Linked DNA regions of Canis lupus: region 1 is linked to region 2. A link is a contact called in public Hi-C data. All regions are on one chromosome and are shown on one strand. The core of a region is the stretch at or near the end of the contact, and the rest is flanking DNA. Distances in the headings are between cores, read along the strand shown.

Region 1 (6,918 bases), core at 451-2,950, 140 kb after region 2:
TTCCAGTGTGTCATTCAAAGCCACTAATTTTCTTGTTCATTTTCTGTTTGGATGATTGCTCCATTGATGTGAGTGGGCTGTTAAAGTCCCCTACTATTATTGTATTACTATCAATGATTTCTTTTATATTTGTTGTTAACTGCTTTAAGTATTTGGGTGCTCCCATGTTGGATAGATAAATATTTTCAATTGTTATATCTTCTTGTTGGATTCTCCCTGTTATTATTATATAGTGTACTTCCTTGTCTCTTATTATAGTCTTTTTAAGTCCACTTTGTCCAATATAAGTGTTGCTATTGTGGCTTTCTTTTCACATCCATTTGCATGATAAATGCTTCTCCATCCCTTCGCTTTCAATCTACATGTGTCCTTAGATCTGAAGTAAGTCTCTTATAGTCACTATATAGATGGGCCTTGTTTTGTTTTGGTTTTTGTTTTGGTTTTCTAAATCTGTTCTGTCATCTCTGTGCCTCCTGAATCTGGATATCTGTTTCTTCTCCAGATCTGGGACGTTTTCAGCTATGATTTCTTCAGGTAATTTTTCTGCCCCTTCTTGGAGCTCCATAGTGCAAATGTTATTACACTTAATGGAGTCACTGAGTTCCCTAAGTTTATCCTCAGTTTGCATATTTTTTTTCTCTCATCTGCCCAGCTCGATTACTTTCCATTACTTGTTCTCTAGGTCACTGATTCATTCTTCTGCTTCACCTAACCTACTATGTAGTTGATCTAGTTTAATTTTTCATTTCATTTATTGTGTTCATCTAACTGATTCTTTTTCATTTCATTGTTAAGGGTCTCACTGATGTCCACCATGCTTTCCTCAAGTTCAGTGAGTACCTTTATGACCATTTCTTTAAATTCTCTATCAGGCATATTGTTTATCTCCATTTTGCTTAGATCTCCTGCTGTGATTTTTGTCCTGTTTTTAATTTGGGACATATTCTTCTGCCTCCTCATTTTGTCTAACTCCGTTTCTGTGTGTTAGGAAAGACAGCTATGCCTCCTGCACTTGAAAATGATGGCTTATGAAGAAGAAGGTCCTGAGTACCCTGTCATGAAGTGTCCCCTGTTCACCAGCCTGGTGCTTGATGGTTATCTTCTACATGTGATGAATGTACCCTGCTATTGTGGCTGAGCCAATTTTTCTTTTAGTCCAGTCATCAGCAATGAATCTCTTTGCCCGTCGTGGGCAGTGTGAGTCCCTGTGGTGTAAGTAGGGCCAGTCTGGGGATGCCTTGGGTTTGAGTTGAGTCAGACCCAGTATTTGCCACATTTGCAGTAGCTCCAAACTCCAGGGTGCTTTCTTTGTGTTGTCCCCTGAGAAGCTTTCATTGGTAGATGGAGCTTGCAGTCAGATCAGTCGTCTGCCTCCAGCTCCCCACTGAGGCATCCATCTGACTGGGGCATGTGGTTATCTTTCTCTCTATCCAGGGCAGGAGACACTTTGGAGGGGTGCTTGCACACTTCCAGGCCTGTGGCACTGCTCTGTATGGCCTCTGGCCAAAGGCATATTGGTGAGGGTGGATCTGCCAAAGCACAGTGCAAGGTGGGGGCCATAGAGTTGGCCATGCTAGCAAGTTTTGTGCCCCCAGCCCAATCCTCTGCTGGAGGGGCCCTGCAGTGTTAGGACTGAAGCAGCCTGCCAGACTCTGTGGAAACACAGCACGGGCAACAGTGAGGTCATAGTATTAGCAAGTTTTGTGGCCCCACACCACATCCTCTGTCAGTTAGGCTGTATGGAGGTGTGGATTGGTAGAAGCACAACATGGGCAACAGTGCTGGCAAGTAGGTAGGAAGTCCTGCAGGTGGTCATGTGTTTACACTGGGGGGTGGAGGGGGAAAATGTTCCCTGCCAGTTCCTTTGTTCTAACAGGAGTTCACCAGTGGTTTTTGTCCCTCTGAGACATGTTCTGAGTTGAGTAAATAAGTCTTCCTCCCTAATATACCAGGGATCTTTCAAACTGCTGCTTCTATGCTTCATCTTCATGGGCCATTCATTGTGCTGTCTCTTTAAGGGTAGCGACTCCATTTCCTCTCACCCTCCTGGTTCACTCAGAGACAAGACCACTGTTTTTTTTGTTTGTTTGTTTGTTTTTTAATTCCGGGTTTTAAGTTCTGCTACTTGAAAGAACTCACAAAATTCAGCCCCGCTGGTTTTCAAAGCCAAATGTTGTGGGAATTTGTCTTCCCTGTGCAAGGCTCTCCAGTGATAGTCTGTTTCTCTCCTCTCTCCATGCCTATGGGTTCCCTCACAACTGTGGACAGTCCAATGAGTCCATATGGTTCCAACCATGTCTCTGTCCTCCTTCCCCTCTTTGATGTGGCCTCTTTTTTACATTTAGTTGAGGAGTTTGTTCTCCAGTCTCTAGATTGTTTTCTGGGTTATTTACACGTATGTGAGTGTTATCTAGTTGCATCCATGGGATAAGGTGAGCCGAAGAGTCTTCCTATTCCATCATCTTCCCTGGAAGTCAAGGCTTCTGAGGGAACTGCTCTGACTTTCATGTCTGTTACCAGCATTCATCTCTTCATCACTCATGATTACTCATCTGGGAGACACACAGGTTGCTGTGCCCTGAAAAAGTCACTTATGATGTCTGTAGGTGGTCACCAAACTTGCCACATACTTGCTCTCAGCTCACACCATCTCTGTGCCAAATCCTTGGGTTGCACAGAAGAATGGGATCAGGAAGGTAATTTTTTGAGAGAAAAAGCACTGAGTTAACCGAAGTTACTAAGAGAAGTCACTCTTTTCTTTTTATTTGAATAATCATTCGTATACTTTATATAACTTTCCCATCTGTGTGTACCTTTCAAACAAATGAGGCAGCCCTCTCTTACTACAGTGTTTTTATTTCCCTTAATGGAGTTTTTTCTTATTTCTTCAATCCTAAAATCTCCCCTTTCAAGTCTGTTTTTTCTGCTGTTTCACATCTTCATGCACCTCGGAGAAAGAAAAAAAAGGGTTCATTTGAACAATAAACAATGGTTTTAAAAATGTTCTTACCATTTCACACTCCAAAAACTGAGGAAATGAAAAACACTTTCTCTCTCTGTCTCGCTCTTTCTCTCTCTCTCTCTCTCTCTCTCACACGCACACACATACGCACGCATGCACACACACACTAAAAGCCAGTGCAATCCCCTTCTGATTGCTTGAACTCCATTCTTCCCTGTCAGAAGATATACACCCGTGAGTGCTTTCACATCTTAGCTACACTAGGCTTTCTGAAGAGCAGTCCTGCAGCAGGGACAGGGCAGCCAACTCCCCCACAGACTGGATGTGAGGGAGTTTCCACAAGGACATTCCAGCAAAGCACCCAGCAGGCAGCAGGGGAACGCACTGTGCTTATTCTTAGTTGAGGACAGTTGGCTTCTCTGTTTTTATCTTTATTGAAACAAAACAAGTAAACCAAAGAATAAAAATCTCTCTATAAACCTAGAAGCTTCTCTCTTTCTCTATTCTATTCACTATCAAGCTATTGAAATTGGGGAACAGCTAAATGTGAAGAAAGTTCCTGCCTCCACATTTTCATCTATCTCCTTAACCCAGTGAAATCTGGCACTTGTTTCTAACCCTTAATCTGAAACTATTTCTTTCGAAGGTCACCAGCAACCAGAGTGGCCCAACAGGGACTCTTTGGCGAGTAAAAGAGATGCTATTAGTAATTATACTAAAACAACAGGTATAAACATGAATTGTTCCCATCAAGAACCTCTTATCTGTTTGTTTGTTTTTTTTTATTCATAGAGACAGAGAGAGAGAGGCAGAGACACAGGCAGAGGGAGAAGCAGGCATCATACAGAGAGCCTGATGTGGGACTCGATCCAGGGTCTCCAGGATCACGCCCTGGGCTGCAGGCGGCGCTAAACCGCTGCGCCACTGGGGCTGCCCAAGAACCTCTTATCTGATAAATCCAAACCCCTCTTCCCAAAAACTTTCTTGACCCTTCAGCATCTGACATAGTCACTACTCCTTCTTTTTGAAACTGTTATTTCCACCCTTTTTCTTGACACTACTACTCCTCTATTCAAAGGACGGCTCAGATCTTTTTGTTGGTTCCTCTTTCTCACATTGGATGGAAAAGTTCCGAGCCTGATTACTTGGCTTTTCTGTCTCTCTCTCTTTCCCCCTCCTCAGAGATTTCTCCATTCCCTATGACATTAACTCTCCTCCCACCATGATTCCCAAGTGTATCTCCATTCCTGATGTATAATTCGAATTCTGGTCTCATTAATCAAACTTCCTTGTAGATATTTACACTCGAATATTCCACCGTCACCTGAGAGTCTACCAGGCACGGCCCAACTCACCATCCATAATGTATTCCACATGAATTATGCTCCCAGGTTTGTGTAGTGAGGTGGTACTGAGCCACAGGTGATTCTACAACAGTGATCATCATCCGAAGATCATTTCCCACCTCTCTCACTCCTTCAACCCCTTACCACAAATGAGCTCATTCCAAAATGTTCCTTGTCTTTCAGTGGCCTACCATTCATCTTGCTACTCAAGCTTGAAATTTGACATCCCCTTAATTCCATTCCTTTTCCAGTCAGCATTTCTCCTAATTGATCTTGGACATAAACTTATCATTTCTTTCTTCATAATACTGATGGAGTCTCTCCCTTATCTTTGATTCCTACTGGTCTTATCACAATTTCAGTTTAGAGATGAAAAATTTCTAAGCCAGATAGTAGGTCTTAAAAATGTCTGCTGCCTGGAGAGAAGGAGCAAGGTGAAGACTTAGGGGGTCTAATGAGTTTGGCCATTCAGGGTTCATTTACAATCTCCAAATGTGCTGCTTCAGTACTGAGACAGGCACTGAAGATGCATCACAGAACCATGGCAGTATCCTGTAACACTGGGAACCTATGTGCTCCTTCAGCAATGCTGCTGTCACCTCTTATTCAAGGTCCAGCCCAAGTCCTCAAGCCTGGCTCAACCTGCCTGGGGTGATCTCTCTTATCTGAAGATTGAGTATATTCCATCTGCCATTGTTAAGTAGCTGTTTCACTGAGTATGTTTGACTTCCCAGAATTACACTGTGAACTCCTAGGTGGAGAGGGTAGGACCCATGTCTTCATGTCCTTAGAATCCCCCACATTTCTTAACATGTGCCAGGTGGCCATCAATAACTGTTAAACAGGGCTGATCACATAGCTTACTGGGGTCCAGTATAAAATGAAAATGCCAGGGGTCCTCATTCAAAAGGCAAGATAAAAGCTCATTCCTTTCTTCCAGAGTCTCTCTTGGTCTGTCTTGATCAGTTTTGTTTATTTGCTTTGAATTTGGGGATTTTCTTTTTTATTTCAAGTTTGTATTTTAATTCCAGTTAGTTAATATACAGTATGATATTAGTTTCAGGTGTACAATATGGTGATTCAGCATGGCTTTGGGGGGATTTTCTTAAATAATTTTCTGTTTTCTATTTAAATGATGCTGCCTTTAGCACAGGGATTCTCATGAAATAAGTGCAGAGCCTCACAGGCATTAAGGTCTTCTCTGAGACCTGGCAGGCTAACCCTCTTGGTACCTGGCACTGGGGTGTTCAGACTTCTGCTAGGGCACAAGGTACAGTGGTTACTGAATGGCGGAGTCTGGCAGGGCACATGGTGCCAAGGGAGGGAAGCAGGTGGCAAGGGAGGTGGGATTGCATGTGATCTAAGGCTCCAACTTTCATTGTCCCACCTGAAAAATTCAAAGATAAAATTAACAAGAGCTTTAGGGCGACAGCAGAGTATTAAGCTGGGGCCCCATATGACCAGTTATTGCAGTGGTCATATGTCCATGAGGCCAGTCCTGATGTTAAATGATTAAATGAATGTAGTAAATTGTAGATCATTCTTTCAAAGGGCAGTAGAAGAAAAATGGGGAAAGAGAAAGAGGTGGGAGAGCCAATGGTGTTTTTGGAGTCTATGATTACAGAGTGAGGGGTTTTGACAGGAAGGTTGCTTGAGAAGGCTGGTGCTGGGCGGGCGGGGTGATGGCCTGGGGCTGGTGCACAGTTGAAGGGTCTAATCTCTGAGTAGATGGATCACATTTCTTGGCCAAAAGTAGGGTGCAGAGAGAGTGAGTATAGAAGCAAAATGTTCAGAACTGTGAGACTTCATCATGGATATGGGGTGGAAATTGGCAGAAGTATTTAAGACTTAATGAAACGTTGTTTTGTCTCTTTATTTATGGATTCAGCAATTATTTGTAAAAAAGAGTTATATGCAAAGCACTGAGCTAGTTACTGTTGTATTCACTAAAGTGAATCAGACCCTGTCACAGTGTCTTGAAAGAGCTTGCAGTTACAAGGGAGACAAGAACATCATACATGTGTATGTAAAATTTAGGGCAGGCTGTGATGAGTGGCTTGGAAAACACTTTTTAGCTAAATCAAGCTTCCTAGAAATATCCTTGTGCTAAAGATTTAGTAGTTGAGTCTGTTTGGTACAGAAACACAAAAGAAAATAAACATGCGCAATAGTCACAGCAAGAAGGATTGCCTCAGATTACTGCTTCATTTTCCTTTCAGATAAATCTCCATGTTCTTTCAGTGGTTATATACTAAGGGCCTGCTATGTGCCCGGTACTGTGTTATATCACAAGTGAGCTGGAGTTTGCAAACAGTGGAGGGTAGGGAAGCAGTTTATGATGTTTCAGGTTGCCACAGGAGAATTTTTAGCTTTGGATATCCAAGAGAAATCTTCCTGTCTCCAAAAGTCCTGTTCTGCAGAAATTTAGCAGCTAAGACAGAGCAGTATCCTACATCCCCTAAATAATAACCTGGCTGGAGACAGAATAGACTGTACTAGAGCTTTGGAAACTCAAATCTCTGTAGAGTAGCCCAAAGAGGAGACTCAGAAAGAATTCTTCAAGATTGCCCTTTGATGTGACCTCAGGGTCCTTGCACAGAAAGAAATGCA
Region 2 (6,653 bases), core at 855-3,354:
AAAAATCACTTATTAATATTATAATTATTTGCTTATACCTCTCTTCCCCAACTCAAGGCTGGAAAATGTGTCATGTGTCATCTTTTTCCTCTAGCTTTATGCTATGCCAGATATTTAGCAGGCATTCAATAAATGTTCACTGAACTAGACTCTCAAAAGACCATTTACTTTCTTCATGATAAATACAGCAATAAGACAGCAAACTGTTTCATGATACGCAAGAAAGATTTTTGAGGCCCCAAATTCATTTCATCAGCTTAATGTGCTCTGATAGTATGATTAGCAGCTTCTGAAAGTGCTCCCAGTGATCCCTGGCACCTGATCTTTATGCCCATGAGTTGGACTCAGTAACTTGCTCCTAACAGAAAGAACAAGGCAACAATAATGGAATGATTTTCCAGGATAAGGTTGAGAAAGAATTGACTACTATCTTACTAGCACTCTCCATTGCAAACTTGTTGAAGCAAGGTGCCATGTTGGAGATGCTCACAAAACAAGAAACTAAGTATGGCCTCTGGCCAACAGATAACTAGGAACTGAGGTCCTCAGTGTGATAGCCCACAAGGAACTGAATCTTGCCAATGACCACATCAGTGAACTAGCAAGTGCCTTCTTCCTTAGCAAAGCCTTAAGATGACCCCAGGCCCAGTTAATTTTAATTGTAGACTGTGAGAAACCCCAAAACATAAAACCCAGCTAAATGAGCAATTCCCCAATTCTTCACCTGCAGAAACTTTGAGAGAAAAACTGTCATTCTAAGCTACTGTTTGGGGGTCATTTGTTATAAAGCAATAGATAACTAATACAGATAAAATCAATAATTTTACTTTTAAAAACAGAATCAGAGACAGAATAATTGAAGTTTATTTACTTGTTGGAACAATCAAGATATGCCTAATATTTTGATAACTATGTCAATATTTTAGTTCTAAGAATTTGCCTTTCCCAGTATGGTTTTCTCATATCACAAGAAAACATTTACACATATGGGAGTAGGTTGCCAAATTTCAAAAGGAGGAGGTAGAGATCAAGGCAGGCCACTCTGTAAACAAAGCAAGGCATACTGCTCCATGGAATGAGGGCTGAGAAAGGACCTACATTCTCAGCCCAACATCAATAAACGTTTTTCAACTCAGAGGGTTAGTCAAGTGCTTCAAATTTTCATTTCATTTATTGCTTTGAATCAAGGCATTGCCAGTTGGTTACTAATAAAACACAAACCGGAAAATAGACACAAACACTATGTAAAAAGAAGAATACACTGTACTTTCATTTACTAATAGGTAGGCCGAATTAGTTTATTGGATCAATTAAGTTCAGAAAGCATGAAAGCCTGGAAAGTTTCGTTGTGGTGAAGAGAAATTCCCAAACACCAGGGATAAAGGGTGCCATAGTGGATGTACAGGACAAGCATAAAAATACAAAATTAATATTTCAGGAAACACAAATGCTCATTTCACTTTTTAAATTTTCCTGGGCACCTTAGCAGCATATCTGGAAATAAGTGGATACGGGGTATATATTTTCTGAGTATTTTGGGGGGACCTGGTATGTGCCAGGAATTGAGAGAATAAAACTATAACACTTGGTAAAAAGTCACATATCTTAAGAAGTGCAAAAAAAGTGCTATGAAAATTCAAATGTTGCAGAGGATGAGAAAAGGGAATCGAACCCCTTGCAGAGGCTATACTCTCTCCTTAAAACTGCTCACCTCCCCCTTTTCCAGGTCTCAACTTACAAGTCACCTTTTCAGATGCGCCTTTCCTATTATCTTGGGTAAAAAAATCAGTCGTCTTTGCATTTCTCCTTCTTCAACTACAACCCTAATCCTTAGTTCACAGCACATTGCATAATCTGTAATTGTTTTGGTTGCTTATTTTTATCCCCACCTGCCCTAATGAAGCTTTTACCCTTCAGGATGTTAGAAACAAGTCTATCTTGCCCCCTGAGGTGTGCCGGGCATAAAGTAGGCACACAATAGTATCTGCTGAAGGACCCAATGTGAACTATGAAGTCAAATAAGGGACTGGTATAGGAACAGGAAAAAAAAAAAAAAAAGCTGCCTTTCCAGACAGGGATGTCCAGACACGGAATCCAATCACAGCTCTTACTCCGACGAGCAAGGCCCTGCTTGCACAGCGCGCTCAGAGAAGCCAGGAGGGATTCTCGGGGCGCGGGGACGCCCCTCGCCGGGGGCCTGAGAGCAGGCGCGGCTTCTCCCTCCCCTCCCCTGCCCCTCCCCCCGCACCTGCACCCCCGCCCCCACCCCCGGTCTGCATCGCAGCCCCTCTGGGGCCCCTATCACTTCCGGGCCCCCACAGGCGCGCCCAGCCCGGGGACCAGAGCCCGCCCACCGGGCCCCCCTCCTCCTCTCGCCCGGCGCGGGGACCGTTGGGCGCCCGCCGCACAGGGCGGTGCCGCCGCCGCCCCTGCGCCCCTCTGCGGCTCGCCCCCGCCCGGCGCCCTCCGCCCTCCGCCCTCCGCCCTCCGCGTCCCCGCCCCGCTCCCCCGTCGCGGTCACCCCATTCATCCCGCGGCCGCACCCGCCAATCACCGCGCACCGCCGGCGCCGCATCTGGCGATGGGGCGGGGCCTCCCGCGGCGGGCGCGCGCTCCTTCCCCGCCCGAGGCTCGCGCGCCGGCGGGGTCATTCCCGGGCATTGACCGGCCTCGGCCCGGCGCTGACCCGGCGGGGGACCCGGGGGGAGGGGGTGGCGCTGAGCCTGGGGCGGGCAGCTGGGCGGCCGGGACCGCGGAGGGAGGCCGGCGGCCGGGGGAAGGCTGCGGGCGGTGCTGCCTCCGGGGTCCGCGCGCTGCGCCGTCCCGCCCGGAGCATCCCGCCCGGAGCATCCCGCCCGGCGACTGCGGCGTCCCGGGTCTCCGAGGCGCGCGACCCGGGGCAGCTGCCGGGGGTGGGAGAAAACGGCGAGGAAACGTGTCGGCGGGCGGCCCAGCCCAACGCCGGGGCCCGGGGAAAAGCCTCGAGAGAAGCTTTCAATTATTTATTTTATTTTATTTTATTTTATTTTATTTTATTTATTTTATTTTATTTTATTTTATTTTATTTTATTTTATTTTATTTTATTTTTTTATTTTATTTTATTTTTTTATTTTATTTTATTTTATTTATTTTGCTTTCAATTATTTTAGTCTCCCGCCCCCCCCCCCCCGTGAATTAGCCCTCTGCTCTGGAGTTTGCTAATGTGTCACCACTGCAGAGAGGGAGGTATTACAAAAGGCTGAGGTTTAAAATTTAAATGTGAGGTTGCATTAACATTTTTAAAATTTGAGCTTTAAGTTATATTTGCTTGTGGCAGCCTCATAAACTGTGATGTTGAAAATACTTCTTTTGGAATATTTCATAAATGGGCTCCCCCCCTCCTCCCCGCCGCTGTCTGATTTATCTTCCATAGTGTCTTATTTCCCCAGGAAGGATAAGAGGAAACCTAGTTGGCTTTTCTGTTGGTGGGAAAAGTCACTCTTTCACTCCCCACTCTCCACCCTGTCCCCAAAACACTTAAAGGCACAGAAAGCACTTTGATCACAAACTGCTGCTAGATGTTTTCACTTCTCGTTTAATTCTCTCTCTCTCTAAAAGGTTTTATTTATTTATTCATGAGACACACAGAGTCAGAGAAGCAGAAGATCCAGGCAGAGGAGAAGCAGGCTCCCTGCAAGGAGTCCGATGTGGGACTTGATTCGGGATCCTGGGATCAGGCCCTGGGCCAAAGGCAGACGCCCAACCGCTGAGCCACCCGGGCGTCCCTCATCCCTCATTTAATTCTCCTAACCAATCTGTAGGAATAGGTATTATCACTCTTTTCAGATGTCAGAACCAGATCCAGATGAACCTGGCCAGGGTCACAAGTTTGTTAGTTACAAAGTTTGGGCCCTTTCCACAATTCTTTCCCTGAGATCATGTAATTTCAATCCTCAATAAGTGAAAGGTGGGAAGAAATCTAACGCTTTGGGAGTCCTTAGCTCAGGATGGTGCATCTAGCCAAGTGCAAGCACTTCTTGGAGATGGATTTGTGTTTCTTGAGAACTCTGTTAAGTGCATAGTTTTCATGCCAGAACTTTGAAGAGTTCTGGAAGTAGAGTTCCTTGAAGTTCTGAAATGCATGGTCACATGTGGGCTGATGCCTTTTGCAACCCTTGCAACCTGACCTGAAACAAAACCCCTGTTCATAATTAAGTGTCGCCAGTGGGGATGCTGGAAGGCTGCCCAGGTCTTGTTCAGGGACTTTAGACTTTGTGGCAAACAGAGTACAGAAAAGTTGGATTAAAGACAGAGTTAATTAGGTCACAGAATGCTTTCTGTGGGTAGAAAGTAGCAAGCTATGATCGGACTTTTAACTCAATCCGATTTAACAGATTGGCTGAGTATATCTGCTCCATGCTCCATGCTGTGGGTACACAAAGATGAGTGAGAAGCTTTTCCTGCCTGCTAGAAAAGATCACAGTTGGGTTAAGGCACATTAGTGAGTTCAGAGTATGAATAATAGTAAAGGAAGGCAGTACAGAAAGTGACAATAGGTGGATACCAGGCAGGAATTATGGATGTACTTTCACCAAGCAGTGCAGGTCAAAATGCAGAAGGAAAGGAGGCTCCTTTAGGCTCCAAGATGAAGAGTCAGGACTTTTCTTCACCAAGCAGCCAGAATGGCTTTTTTTTTTTTTTTTTTTTTTAAAGCCAATCCAATATCCTTCAACATCCTTTAACAGCTTTCCCATTGCACTTGGTACTAAATCCCAAATCCTTACTATGATGTGGAGCCCTGCATGATGCAGGCCCTGCCTACCTGCCCATCCTCCCAGGGCACCACTGTCTACACTTGCGCCATGCCCTTCATCTCTTTGTTTCTCAGAAATGAAACTTTTTCTCAACCCAGGCCTTTTACACAGCATCCCCCCTGCCCGGTCACTCTACTACCCTGTCTCCTTTCTGTACCCTTTTTCCTAGGTCATCTGTTCTATCTCAGCTTCAAGTTGCTTCCCCTGAGAAGCTCCCCTTCTAAATAAGACCCACTGTTATAACTCTCATCAGATCCTTTTGATTCCCCTTGTGCTTAGCAAAATTTTCTAAGATACTGTTATTTATGTGATTATCTCTTTGACATCTGCCTGTCCCAGCAATGCATCATTTTTTCTAATAGGGCTTATAACAACTTATAAGATATATTTATTTCTGAAATTACTTGTTTTTATGTCTGTTGGCCCAACCTCCTGTGGGCTCCATGCAGACGTGTTTTTGTTTCCTATCATATTCAGCAGTTAGCACGATGGTTGGCATATTGTCAGTGCTCAATAAATATTTCTTGAATTAATTCTCAGAATCTGTCCATCTAGAATACATGTTGGGGAATAGTGGGAGGTGGGCTGAGAAGATAGGATGGAGCAGATGCAAGGGGTAGAGAGAAGCATTTCTACCCTGTGGTAGATCTGCACTGGTTGATACGGAAGCCACTGGCCATATGTGAGTATTTAGCACTTGCAATGTGACTAAAGAACTGACTTTAAATTGTTTACTTTTAATTAACTTACTTGTCTTAAAGTATACCTGGGACAATGTGGCTATATGAAGCTACTTTTAAAAAATCTTTTAAAAAATTAATTTATTTTCAAAATTTAAATTCAATTTGCCAACATATAATACCCAGTGCTCCTCCCATCAAGTGCCCTCCTCAGTGCCCATCACCCAGTTATCTTATCCCCCCACCCACCTCCCCTTTGCAATCCTTTTTTTGTTTCCCAGTTTGGAGTCTCTCATGGTTTGTCTCCCTCTCTGATTTTTCCCACTCAGTTCCCCTCCTTTCCCTTATAATCCCTTTCACTATTTCTTATATTCCACATGTGAGTGAAACTATATGATGAATGTCCTTCTCCAATTGACTTATTTCACACAGCATAATACCCTCCAGTTCCATCCATGTTGAAGCAAATGGTGGGTATCCATCCTTTCTGATGGCTGAGTAATATTCCATTGTGTGTGTGTGTGTGTGTATATATATATATATATATATATATATATATATATATATGTATATATACCACATCTTCTTTATCAATTCATCCGTTGAAGGGCATCGTAGCTCCTTCCACAGTTTGGCTATTGTGGACATTGCTGCTATGAACTTTGGGGTACAGGTGTCCCAGCGTTTCACTACATCAGCATCTTTGGGGTAAATACCCAGGAGTGCAATTGCTGGGCCATGGGGTAGCTCTGTTTTTAACTTCTTGAGGAACCTCCACACTGTTTTCCAGAGTGGCTGTACCAGCTTGCATTCCCACCAACAGTGCAAGAAGATTATCTTTTCTCTACATCCTCACCAACATTTGTTGTTTCCTGTCTTGTTAATTTTAGCCATTCTCACCAGTGTAAATGAAGCTACTTTTTAAATAAGTTTTATGAAATTCAAATATCGGGTTAAGGAAAATATAATTTTAGACTTAGTTTCACTAATTCTAGGGGGTATACCCAAAGAATTGAAAGCAGTGACTCAAACACATACTAGTACATCAATGTTCATAGCAGCAAATAGCCAAAAGATGGTCATACCCAAATGTCCACCCACAGATGAATTCATAAGCATAGTGGGATATATATGTGAATATAATTCAGCCTGAAAAAGGAATGAAATTTTGATACATGC

The links. A called contact is a pair of places that touch in the nucleus more often than the background predicts.
Region 1: a Hi-C map of liver shows a contact between it and region 2, with 2.1 times the contacts expected there. The contact joins two enhancer-like sites. A contact is called at or near these places in 2 of 9 Hi-C or Micro-C datasets (blood and liver).

What each region holds. Positions count from the first base shown.
Region 1 is chr12:21,200,326-21,207,243 of UU_Cfam_GSD_1.0, forward strand. No RefSeq gene overlaps it. Among named protein-coding and RNA genes, the nearest start is that of GCLC, 88 kb to the right of the region's middle. Within about 2 kb of position 1,701, at least 4 of the 20 cell types and tissues checked have an H3K27ac peak or open chromatin away from gene starts, as enhancers often do. A contact at or near this core is called in liver, where this site is marked.
Region 2 is chr12:21,062,152-21,068,804 of UU_Cfam_GSD_1.0, forward strand. No RefSeq gene overlaps it. Among named protein-coding and RNA genes, the nearest start is that of ELOVL5, 9.5 kb to the left of the region's middle. Within about 2 kb of position 2,105, at least 14 of the 20 cell types and tissues checked have an H3K27ac peak or open chromatin away from gene starts, as enhancers often do. A contact at or near this core is called in liver, where this site is marked.